Linked DNA regions of Sus scrofa: region 1 is linked to region 2. Evidence: chromatin contacts called from public HiChIP or PLAC-seq data. All regions are on one chromosome and are shown on one strand. Each heading gives the region's core, a stretch centred on a gene start, on an enhancer-like site or on the middle of the called end of the contact. The rest is flanking DNA. Distances are from core to core; before and after follow the strand shown. Region 1 overlaps ZNF462 (zinc finger protein 462). Region 2 overlaps ZNF462 (zinc finger protein 462).

Region 1 (6,831 bases), core at 1,180-3,679, 74 kb before region 2:
GAACCTGCACCACAACAGTGACGACTCCAGATCCTTAACCCACTAGGCCACCAGGGAACTCCAGTACTACTTTAAAAATGTCTAAGATTTTCTAGTAATTTAGAATATGAAAGCATTTTCATATCTCACCTCATTTGTACCACAAAATAACTGCATAAAGTAGCCATCATCATTATTTTACGAACAAGACATCAAGTCTCAGAAAAGGTCAGTGATTTATCTCAGCATACCTGCGGGTGATACAGGGCGGTCAGGCTCTCTGCCTGAGACTGCACAGGGTGAGAGGTCCCCGGCCTACAAGGCGGGTGGTACTTCCTGGATTTGGACCTCACATGCAGGGATCCAACTTTCCAGTGCAAACTATTAGGGAGAGATGATCTATACAGAGACCTGGTTTCAAACCATCTGTCCCTCACTTTCAGGAGCTCCATTTGAGTCAAAATGGGTCCTCCTTGGCATCTGCTCAGTCAAAACGACAACACCCAGTGATACACAGAAGACATGACCCACACCAGTACTGCAGCACAATTGCAAAGTTGCTGGGTTCCACGGAACCCTCAGATATGTTCCCCGAGTGGGAGTGCCTGATGGGTGCCGCGGCCACCAGATGCCTGGAGCAGGACCTCTAGTGGCCCATCTGTGGCTGCCAGTCACCTCTTACCCCTCCCAGAGACAGGAGGCCCACAGGCCTGAGAAGAGCTGCCCACCCCCGCCCTGGTCCACAAGGGGAGGCTGGGGCTGTGGGCGGGGCTGGTCTCAGCACTGCCTAACTTTACGCGGCTTCACGTCACCGACTCAAGTACAGTCATCTCCTTTTATCGGGATTATGATGATTAGTATAAAAATCCACCAATTTACTCAGTATATTTATTATGAAAGCTGCTTTCTCACACATTGTTTTTGCTTTCTCTCCATGTATAAAAGGGTAAATAAATGAAATCTTAAACCAAGACTTACAAAGAACCACCATCACTCCATCCTGTGGTTCTCAAAACTCTTTTCTGCTCTGGTAACTCACAAGGGGTGGACATATAGGTCCCCAACATTTTTCCCCAGGGATACTATGGAAATGGCCTAGAAAATGAGAAGAGGGAGAAATATAGTGAAAAGTACATAAAACCTTCTTGTTGAATTACAGGGATAGAGGCACATAATAATGAAGCCACTGAAAAACAAGAAAGAGAACAAAATAAATCTATCTTGCATTTTAACATTGAACTTAATCATTTTTAGAAAGTTATCTTTTTCAGAGGTAACATAATCAAGGTGCAAAAGTGTACTGTAGATGTATTTGCGGAAATGGTTTTATTGTTAAAAATACATGGAATGTACTGATTTTAACGTGTTAGCTGGGAAGTTTACTAATACTTTACTGCCTGCCTTTAATGGAATTATTCCCATTGTTCCTTCTAACAGACATGTCAGTGGCACTATCCTTGCGTGCACGCAAGGTAGATGTGGATTTCTTCATCTTCTCTGTATTCCTAATTAAAAACGTACCCATGGGGAAAATTGTAAAATACTATAAAAATCGGAGTCATAGGAAAACCACCTCTCCCAAGTACAACCTAATAATTTGTGATACCCCAGCTGTGAACTCTCTTGCTGCTCATTCCATTTGTTCACTGTTAGCTTTGGGGCAGGCAAGGTAAACACTGCAGCTATTTGCAACTTCTGCCACCTTGGCTGTGACTCCACGCCTGTCTCTTTCACTCAAGAAAGTAAACCGATGTCACAGAGGGATAAATCTGAATCAGCTCCAATTTACTTTTAAAAGGAAATTGGATTTGTGGTTAACAAAGAGAACCTTGAAAACAGACTGGGGAAGCTTGAGATTAGAGCCAGAAAGACTGGCAAAAATCAGAGGAAGTGGAGCTCTCGTTGTGGTGTAACGGGATCAGCGGTGTCTTGGGAGTGCTGGGACGTGGGTTCAATCCCCAGCCCGGCGCAGTCGGTTAAGGATCTGGTGTTGCCGCACCTTAGGTCATGACTCTGACTCGGATCTGATCCCTGGTTCAGGAACTCCACATGCTGTGAGATGGCCAAAATCAACAACAACAGGGGGAGCAGAGGGTGAGGGTTATTCAGGGATGGGGTCTGACAAGTTGAAAACCACAGAAGGACAATGGAGGGAGAGACACAAGGATGCTGGGAAAATCCCTTCTGAAATGGCTAAACCTAGAGTCTGGGTTGAGTAGACAAGGGTCGTTGGGTGGTGGTCAGAGAGAATTGAAGAGTTTGGGATGCTGAAGGCAGAGTGGTTATGGTGAGTCCAGCCTCAAAAGAAGGGTGGTGGAACACAGTCAGCGAAGAGGCAAATATCTCCAGCTGAAGAGACCAAATATTTGTTGCGTCATTATCACCGGGTCCAGTACGGCAAAATTCCAGAGCACGATGGTCATGACTGGCGTGAAAAGGCAGGCTGTGAGCCTGGCACTGAGTTCACTGAGGAAGGTGAAAGAACATTCCAGAAGATATGGAGACGGAAGTAAGCTGAGAGCAGGCATTCGAAATGTGATGGAAGCAAAAAATACTGTTCAACAGGTGGCAGAAAGTAAGGCCTGCACTCACTCCTCTTCTTGGCTGCTTGAAGGAAAGGGATGAGTCACTTTAGGTGCAGAGTTGACAGGGTAAGTGGCGTTGCCGTTGCAGGGAAGGCCAACGTTAGGTAAGTGGAGGAGGGAGGGGTGACCTGAGACAACGTACGCTCTTACGGTTCACGCGCAGCCCCGTTCTGCTGGCCTTTCCCAGCTATCTTTTGCAGTCACTCAAATTCCCAGGCTTTTTGACACGTAAACTATTGTTTTGTCCCTTCTCCTTGTGCGTGGTTGATTTTGCTGCCCTCCTTCATATCAAGAAGTCATTACTGAATGGCCTGCCAAGGGCTAAGACTCTGGAACAGTCCTTGACCTCAGAGAGCACACAGTTTAGTTGGGGAGACAGATCTGATAACTGACAATTACAAGAATATTTGGCAAGTCTAGTAATGGAAGTGAATACAAAGGTCAGAAGCTACCCAAGTTTTATATTTATCCCCCAGCAAAATCTCACTTTCAGCTCATTACTCTGAACAGTCTAGACAGTCTGTAATCTGGATTCTGTCATTTAACTTATGGAGCATTTGCCAATATTTCAAATGTATTAAGACTGAAGCAAGAGAAAAAGAGACTTAAGTCATTTTTTAGAAGACGAGAGAGCCTGAACGTGAAATAAACGAGGGAATTTTTGATTGGCAAAACCTCAAAGGCCTTATACAAACCTGAGACCCCCCCATCTTAAATACATATATCACATACACACAAAAATACTGAGGCCTTTACATCCTTAATATTTATGATTTAAAGGGGAATCCTCTTTGGTGCTTTGTTTCACTATTTCAAAATGGTGAGAGAAGATTTTAAGTGAAGATGAAAAGATGCAAGAAAGTAGTTTGTATATTATGGTTCCAATTTTGAAAAAAAATTAAAATAAAACAGAACCCTTTTTGTATATGCAAGGAACAAAGAGCTAGATGATTCTACAGCAGACTGTTATTAGGGTTATTTGGGGTACAGACAGGCTAGCATGATGGGTGACCCTCATAATTTATGGCACGTGTTGCCATTAAGCTGTTCTATAATCATAATTAGGCATGATTTTTGTAATCAGAAGGGAGATCTATGGAGACATCTTAAAAGGGGAGAACTACCTCCCATAATTAATTTTTTTTTTCAATTTTATGGTGGCATCCGTGGCATATGGAAGCTCCCGGCCAGGGACTGAATCCGAGCCAAAGCTATGACCCATGCTGGACCCTTTAACCCACCATGTTAGGCTGGGGATCGAACCCTTGCCTCCAAAGTGGCCCAAGCCGCTGCAGTTGAACTCCTAACCCACTGTGCCACAGCAGGAACTCCTCCCCTGACTACTCTGAATGCACATTCATTGCTGAAGACCCACAGGGATCAGCATCGCACACTCCTAGTTCCGAAGTCCCCTCCCACTTCCAAAAGGGATGGGGACCTTGCTGCTGGTCTTCTTTGTTTAGCCTGTTTCTTAACAATATAAAGACCTCTTCCTGGTATTAATTACCCCTACATTTTGGTCCTGCCTCTCCCCACCCTGCCAACTGCCCTCCCACTAACTTCCCTACACACCCTCCACTCTAGCTGACTGGTCTCCTTGCTGTCTCATCATTACGTCTTCTGTACACCTGTTCACTTCTCATACTCGTCCCACCTGGGGCACTTCTACCAGCCTATAAAAATCCTGCTCATCCTCAAGGCCCCGCCTGAACCCCACCTTTTCAAAGAAGCCTCCCAGGACTCATCAATTCCATCTCTTCTCCTTGGCTACAGCCAACAAAATCCAAATGCATAATTTCTCATTCCTCATATAGTGCTCTTTTAACTGAACACTGTGTCTCTATTAACTTAGGCTCTAAATATCAACCAATGATAAAATTTGACTTTAGTGTCCTTTGGAAGATTCCAGAGCACCCAAACATGTAAGAAGAGGTTGTGTCTCCACCACTGTGTCTCATTTATGCATGTGTGTTTCTGCTGAGAACCAATCTTTGATGAAATTGGCATAAACCCAAGGCATAAGCTTTGGGTTCAGACGAAGTCCACCACATATGTGTGTTTTGTGACTTTTGGACTCATCATTTCAATCCTCAGGTCTCCATTTCCTTCTCTATAAAATGAGACTAATAATTTGTTCCTTTGATTCATTAGACATATTAAATCCGATGGTAAATTTAAGGCAATCAGCAGAATTAAATAAAAATCACAATTAATTTGATCACTTTGGAGTTAAAGAGACAGGCAGAATCCTAATAATAAACCAGAATGGATGGCTTTCAAACTGGTCATGGGGGAAGAAAAACACTAGCAGTGCTAAAAATCAAGGACTATAGTAAAGATTTAAGGCCCTGGGTTGCTCCACGTGGCTCTCATGGCAGCGTTGGTAGAGGGCTCACAGCTCATGAACATCAGAGAGGACATCAGGACGCGGCTCGCATGAGGCGCGTGAGAATATTTTCATCCCCGAGGAAGCCGAAGATCCCAGCACTGGAATGACTCTCCGAGAGCGGGTACAGGTAAATAAAACCTTAGCTGGACCCTGCACTCTAAGCCACACACCTCCTTTGGGTTGCGCTCGATGACTCTGACATTACAAAGCAGAGGAGCCCAAGGGCAGGCTCATGTCCCTTCCTGGGCATAAACAGCAAGGAGCTGACTCCAGTAAAAAGCAAGCAGATCTTCCTTACCTGAACCTCTCATATCACCTTGGCAGTTCTTTCCCTCGTCATTTCTGTTTAAGCACCACTGCTAGGATTTTCCAAAAGGGTATTATTTAGGATTATGAATGAATGAAGAAACTATGTACATTATTTGGACGGTCTGGGCCATACCATCAAAATGCATCATTTATGTATTCATTTTGGCTGTGCCCACAGTACATGGAAGTTACTGGACTGGGCATGGAACCTGTGCTGCGGCAGCAACCTGAGCCACAGCAGTGAAAACGCTGGATCCTTAACCTGCTACACCATCAGAAAAATCCTATCATTTATTTTTTTAAATAAATGTTTACTTGTTTCAAAAAGGTTATATTTGGCACCTTCTTCTCATGTTGGCACTTAAAAAATTCTTTTTCAGGTACCCATCTTGCCCAGGACATCTCCTCTGCTCCAGCAAAGCTATCCCAAGACCTCCACCTCCAAGTTATGGCTCACACACACCAGTCTACCCAAACCTAATATGCTTCCTTCTGCTCGTGGAAAATCCTCTAGTGTAGAACAGTAATTGGAAAAGAGGGAAGGATCTATGAATCCTAAGAAGTCTCAAGAGAGTTTGAAGGGTTTTTTTTTTTTTTTCTTTCTTTTCTCTTTTCCTTTTTTACAGACACACCCACAGCATATGCGAGTTCTCAAGCTGTGGGTCCAGTTGGAACCGCTACTGCTGGCCTCCGCCACAGCCACAGCAATGCCAGATCCAAGCCACATCTGCAATCTACCCCACAGCTTGTGGCAACGCGGGATCCTAAACCCCCTGAGCAAGACCAGGGATGAAACTCCGCATCTTCGTGGATACTAGTCGGATTCATAACCTGCTGAGCCACGACAGGAATTCCTTGAGGGGTTCTTATGTTCCATATAGCTGCACTAAAATATCCAGCTCCACTTTCAGGGGGAAAAAATTTTCAAGGTGGGCAATGATAAGGCAAAAAAAAATTCTTTCTTTCAAAATAGAACTAAGGTGAATCATTTTGGATGATTTGACTAACCACTCAATATATTTTCTGCCAAAGAATAAAGTAAATTTCTTCTTCCTTTCTGATATGTCCCAGCACTGAGGTTCTGGAGGACTTAAGGTAATCTCCATCCAAGAGATGCAAGAGTCAACTGTGGAATTATGAAGAAAATTCTGGTGTTGCTAGGAACTAGCTCTGAATGAGTTTGAGAGTATATGCTTGTATTTCTGATGAACAAATGTTTTTCTTGGCATGGGAAGAGGGAGATGGGCGAGTTGACTGAGTTCCCAGGACACAGAAAGCTTACACTTGAAATGTTTTTCAATCCTTGGCACATGAAACTGTGGCTAATTCAAAGAAGTCACAGAAATCTAAGACAGGTGGGTTTCTTGGGAAGGGTCTATCACAAGATATTCAGCTTCAGGGTGGTGATAATTTTGGAGGCTTCCTATTCGCTGAAGAGGGCAAAGGTCTAATAACGTAACCATGGGTGACTTCTGCATGTGTAATAGAGGATGCAGAATCATCTATACCATTTTGCACCACTAAAGTTACAGGCTTCTTAAGTCTTTATAGCAGAAATGCCACTCTTCA
Region 2 (6,088 bases), core at 1,306-3,805:
CCAATATAAGTATTTTATAAAAACTTAAGGACAGAAGAAAAGGGAATTAGTATTTTTGATGTGCCCACAATAGATTATGCTCTGCACCAGAGATTTACATTTGTGATCTTATTGATTCCCCTCAAGAAGCTTACGAAGTGGATTTTTTTTTTTTTTTTTTTTCCAGATCAGGAAGTTGAGGATCAGAGATTAAGTCGCTGAAGGTCACACGACTACGCAATGGCTCTGAGGTCTATGTTCTTTCCACGACATACCATGGCCCTCACTGCCAAGGTCTTCAGAGGCCTCCCAACACTGAGAGCAAAGGGTTCCCTCCTGTGTGCTCTCTGCAATAAAGCAGGTGTTCCTTCCCAGTAGGAGAGCATGCTGCTTCCAACACAATCTCCAGGACCCTTGAGAGATGGTCCGGTGTTTCTCAGAATGCCCAAACACTGATGATGGAACGAGGTCAGGCCAGTTCCTGAGATATGAAGCAAGATGAACTCAGCGGGTCCTCCTGCCAATTGCCCTCGTCCTTACTCATCTGCTGGAGCCTGCCAAGGCCTGCCTGGAATGACGCAGGCAAGGGTCACCATGGGTGATCCTATATCCCTCCAGATTGCTCCAAAATAAAAGCTTGGTGCTGAATCAGGTTGGCTCCTTGAAAACCCACCAGTCCTCTTTCATAGGAATCAAGCTTCCTAAACAAACTCTTATCTTCTATCTACCTCAGCATTAGGCCCAGGAATACAGAGGAAAGCAGACGTCTAAAGGTAAAAGGTCTAGGAATCTGTGGACCTAATCCATTTTGGAAGTCCGAGTCCTAATACTGCCTGCTGGATGCTCCTTTTTTTTTTGGCGAGGGAGCTGCAGCATGTGGATGTTCCCACGCCAGGGACTGAACCCACGCCACACAAGTAACCAGAGCCACAGCAGTGACAACAGCAGGTCCTTAACCCACAAGGCCACCAGGGAACTCCTGGGGACTCCCTTTTAATTCACAAAGGAGCCACAAGGTAGAATTTTCCCTTAGGCTGAAGTTCTGAGTACAAACACATTTAAATAGAAAAAAACAGATGAATATCATAGTTATGAAAGGTCCAACTTAGGCCATTAATAAAAATTACCCCAACAACCACTCTTTCTACTCTACCAGCTCCACAAAACTGTGCCCAGAAAGGTAGGATTGCTGAAATTTAGAGCTACTTAACATAAACAAACATAAAACCCTCACTTGGGTTAGGAGGTGTGGCTAATTTTAGGTGACTGCTTCGGTAGGTATCTGATGAGACTTGGAGCCCGAGGCTCTCGCTGGTTTAATGCAACCCTTGCGCCTACATCTAACCAACTCCACCTCAAAATTTTCTCCACCAGGGAAAACAAGCGGTAAGGTAGCTGAAAGAAGGAATTCATTCCTTCGCTGTGAGGTCTTCCCAGACAAACTGTCCAGTCTGCTCCAGCCCCCAGGCTGCCCAGGCACTGCACCAGGGTCTGAAGCCCAGGGAGCCAGCGCATTTAGAAAGGCCTGAGGGGTAGGGTAGGCCTCACCCTCCTTCCACTCATCTGCATCTAAGAGCTTTCAGAGAGGCTGCGAGGAGTTCCCATCATGGCTCAGCAGTAACGAAGTCAACTAGTACTCATGAGGATGCGGGTTCGATCCCAGGCCTCATTCAGTAGGTGAAGGATCCAGCGTTGCAGTGAGGTGAGGTGTAGGTCGCAGACAAGGCTCAGATCCCACATTGCTGTGGCTGTGGTGTAGGCTGGCAGCTGTAGCTCTGATTCGACCCCTAGCCTGGGAACTTCCCTATGTTGCAGGGGCAGTCCTAAAAAGCAAAAAATAAAAAATTGAAAAGAGAGAGAGAGACTGTGAAATCCTTCTGAGCAGGCAGCAGAAACTGAGAGGGCTCTTGGTGGTCAAGTGCAACTCTGCTAGTCCCATTCCTGGGAGCAGGAGACTGGAATCCTCTATGCTTTGAATGCATACAGAACAGAGTCCCAAATACTAGAGGCAAGTCCAATATCATGTTTGGCTGATATAAGAATCCACTTTTCCAAGAGTCAGTGACTTGCTCTCGCCCTCTCTCTCCCTTTAACACAGCTGTGAAGTCCACTGAGTGTTCAGCCAAGTGTACTTGTGAATTTTGTGCCCTCTCAGGCCCCTGAGAGGCCCCGGTTCCAGCCTGGTGGCTTGATGTACTTGCTCATCAGCCTTCAGGTTTAACAAGGGAAAACAATCTAGCCCTCAAATTGTAGGAGCTTTCTCTCCAGGAGAACTAGACAATCCTGATGGCTCTCTCCAGTTACATAGCAATTATGTAATTGCCGAGCTTCTGCAGAATCACTGGAACCATTCTGCAGCCTTCTCCCAACTACAGCTGCAGCACAATGTGCCGAGATGATTGCAGCCTTTGAACGGATGGCCAGTCTCAGAGCTGAGCACAAAGGGACGTACAATGGGATTCCATCTCCAAGCGCAAAGATGCTCCTGCCTAACAAAACTCTGGCTCCTCCTCCCAGGCGGTGCCACTAACTCCTGCCTCTGCCCGCCCTACATGTGTGTGGAATGTGGTTCACTAGGTTTATGCTGACAGGTTCCAAAAGAGGCAGGAAATCAGCTGAAGTTTTGCCATGGACCATGCACAAGGTAATCATTTAACACATCATGGGAAAGCTCCAGAAGAGGACAAGATGCAAAGGGGGTGTGGGGGCGGGATGCATCTTTAGGCTTCCTGCACTGGCATGAAATGAGTGCTTCCCTTCCTTCTGCCAGCTCCAATCCTTCATGTTGACATTACACATCCTGTACTGTAGATCCACCCCCACGCTGCCGCTTGCCCAGCTGAATTATCTCCTGCGTCACAGCGGTGGTAACAGAACTGCTGGCTCTGCAGACTTGAAAGCACCATTTCCATGCTTAATGCATGCAGCCACTGGACATATTACCAGGACATCGGGGCTGGTCTGTGGCCCTCTCAGCAGCCATGCAATACTCGACCTAACCCTTCTGCTAACCAGATGGTTGGTTGGCCTCTTGGGACCAAACCATTCAACTTTACTTTATTAAATTCGATCAAAATGTGGGGACAGTTTACAGCAGTGTGTCTGGTTCATCTCCAACAGGGTTGCTAAGATGAAAATGACCTAAAAATAACTGGAAACTCTACTTCACACCAACAGAGAACAAGATATTTCGGTGTAAATATTTAAATGATCTGCCAGATTATGCACCCCAGTAGCCTTAACTACACAGTTAGCAAATTATATTGTAAACATATACACACAAAGACGCAGAAATACATGCATCTAAATAGGAATCCAGGTCTCACTGCCTCGGGCCAGGGTTCGCCACCCTCTGGTTCATTGGAGTGTGATTAAGGACCGCCATCTCCATCATAATCACTCCCAATTACCAAGACAAAGAACCTAACACAACTGGTAGAGAGATTCCCACCTCCACTGGGTTCGACCACCTAGGCACACTGCAGGCGTGCCAAGTACTCAAAGGGCCCTCAATAAATGTTTGATGAATGAATAAAGATGAATGAGCACATATTTCTTAAATATAACAGCATCTATAAAACATTTTACGAGAGAGTGAAGACACTCAATTCTTTCCAACTCTATCATCATCCCACAACTACAAACTAGGAAGGCAAAGCCAGGCGGCAGAAAAAAATGGCAAGGAGCAAGCCATCTGCACCACAGGCACTAGATGGCCACTAATCGATCATTGCAAATGAACTGCAGAGGTGGCCGTTCACTGAGTACCTGGCAGCGTGCTGGGTGTTTTACATACATTATGTCTCTAAGCCTTCGCCAAAGAGGGAATTCCATTTTGAAGATAAACTGGAGGCCAGGAGCAAATGAGGAACTTGACCCAAGTGAAGCCAATCACTTTCCTACTACTACTAGGCTGCCACAAATAAGTAAGGATCTTACAGCTTGGAAAGAACTGAACACGTGGCAAAGTGGCACCCCCAAATCTACCTTTCCCTCCCTAGGGCTTGGGGAAAATGGAAAGAGCTTTCCACTCCCAGAGCTTTTCTGGCATCCCAGGAAGTCCTAGTTTCAGTCCCTCCTGTTTCTCTCGACCTTTCTTACTTGACTGAGGGCATTCCACATTCTTTTAACCACACCATAGCCAGGGCTTCACTTCCACTCCTTTCATTTTGGGGTCCACCTTCTGAGACCAAAAATCTCTCACTTGAGATCATCCTAGAGATCTGAACACTGGTAAATAAATAAAATATATGGTCTCTTTTTTCTCTCCTCCTCCAATATCTCTGGCCACAATTTTAAAGTAGCAACATGAAGGTTTCTTTTCAATAATTAAAAAAAAAAAAAAATTCTGGGAGTTCTCTTGTGGCACAGGGGGTTAGGGATCAGGCATTGTCACTGCAGCGGCTTAGGTCACTGCTGTGGTTCAGGTTTGATCCCTGGCCTGGTAAGTTCTATAGGCCACAGACACAGCCCCCCCCCCAAAAAAAAAGAATTTCCACCAACACCCTTGCCTTTCCGGAAACCTTCAAAATGTAAAAATAACTAAGTCTTCATGACTAATCTGCTTTGAAAGGTGAAAAAAAATCACTATACTTTGTTACCTAAGAACTAGTGACTCGTTTTTTATTGCTGCCACCAAGGAGCCACCAAAGAAGGTTCTACTGACATGGAGCAGTCCAGGTTAGGTAAGTCCTGGTAAGCCCTACCAACACCCTTCCACATTTTGAAATATCATCTATCCTGAAGGCACTCTAAAATTAGCCTCCCTACCCCTGAGATCTCCAAGCATCTGATATTACAGTACATTAGTAAGACCAAGTGGACATGGACTACTAAAATAAACGTTTGCACAGAGAAGACCATGCAATTCAAAGCAAGGCCAGAGGACAGCCCTCAAACTGGCTCAGAGAGAGCTATCTGAGCAAAGCCAGAAAGGGGCATAGCTCCTATTTTCACTGAGTGAATACAGTGCTCTTAGACACATCATTTTTGCCAGAACGATGCCAGACAAGAGGCATGGTAATAACACCATTTTTCCAAAAAGCTCTTGAAGTTCACCTTGATTCAGAATCATTCCCACAACACCCCAGGGAATATCTATCTCTGCAAAGTGGAGGGTCAGTGCACTTTCCCAAGGAGACCTGGGATCATCTTCAGGTGGTTTATAAATCCCAACTACGGAGAGCTTCAGGACCACAGCCAGCCAGACCGGAGGCTCACAACCCAGAAAAGTAAATGGATACAAGCAACAAGGACTTCCCATCACTTAAGTCAGACATGGCATAACATGAATCTTAACATTGAGTCTAAGACAGAGGACAAAACAGTTCATAGCCAGTCTAGACCTCCCCACCTCATTTTCTCTATTCCCAAGGAAGAAGGGCCCTTATACACGTTTCGGTCCTTACGTCAGTTCTCCAGATTCATATTATTATCCCCATTTTATTGGGTAGGCAATCATGGGAACAGAGAAGTTAAGTGACTTATTCAAGATCACACAGCTGGGCAAGAACAAAGGTGCAATTTAACTTTTGCTTGTGCAAGACCCAAAGAGTATGCTCCACCAACTACACACCACTTTCTTAAGGAAAACCCCAGCACAGAGAACTACATGTTCACACAGAAATTCTGAGAAATTTGCACTCCTGATCCGTCAGCAAAAAAATAAGCCTTCTCCCAGCAAGAAGATATATCTATCAATCAACCAATCGATAGATCAATCTATTGATTGATTGGTCCATCTACCTAAAATATATTCACAATATATTTTATATTCACATACTTATACATATGTATACATAAATACATACACACACACACCCATATATCGGTAGACATGGTAGCCTCGTTCCTTGCTGTTCTCAAACCGTTCAGCTGCAATGAAGTTCAGCCATGGTTTGCAGATTTTAATTGCATTACTTTCCCATATAACTAACTGCACGTCAGAAAGGGAAGGCTGCCAAGTGACAATCTGGCCCAGTGATTCACAGTGTCACACTGACATACCCACTTCTGATACAGGTTGTTGTTTATATTTCCTAGAAATCAATGACTTCGTTTAAGAGATAACAGTAAAGAATGTCCCTGGCAATGACATTTTCTTTTTCTA

What was found. HiChIP or PLAC-seq counts read pairs in DNA pulled down with a chosen protein or histone mark.
Region 1: an H3K27ac HiChIP or PLAC-seq map of skeletal muscle shows a contact between it and region 2. The contact joins two enhancer-like sites. A contact is called at or near these places in 2 of 47 Hi-C or Micro-C datasets (both in skeletal muscle) and 1 of 2 datasets of contacts at active chromatin or transcription factors (skeletal muscle).

What each region holds. Positions count from the first base shown.
Region 1 is chr1:248,119,324-248,126,154 of Sscrofa11.1, reverse strand. All of the region lies in intron 7 of ZNF462 (zinc finger protein 462), which reads right to left. Among named protein-coding and RNA genes, the nearest start is that of ZNF462, 94 kb to the right of the region's middle. Within about 2 kb of position 2,429, at least 1 of the 83 cell types and tissues checked has an H3K27ac peak or open chromatin away from gene starts, as enhancers often do. A contact at or near this core is called in skeletal muscle, where this site is marked.
Region 2 is chr1:248,046,093-248,052,180 of Sscrofa11.1, reverse strand. The region is part of intron 1 of ZNF462 (zinc finger protein 462); the gene reads right to left. Among named protein-coding and RNA genes, the nearest start is that of ZNF462, 20 kb to the right of the region's middle. Within about 2 kb of position 2,555, at least 28 of the 83 cell types and tissues checked have an H3K27ac peak or open chromatin away from gene starts, as enhancers often do. A contact at or near this core is called in skeletal muscle, where this site is marked.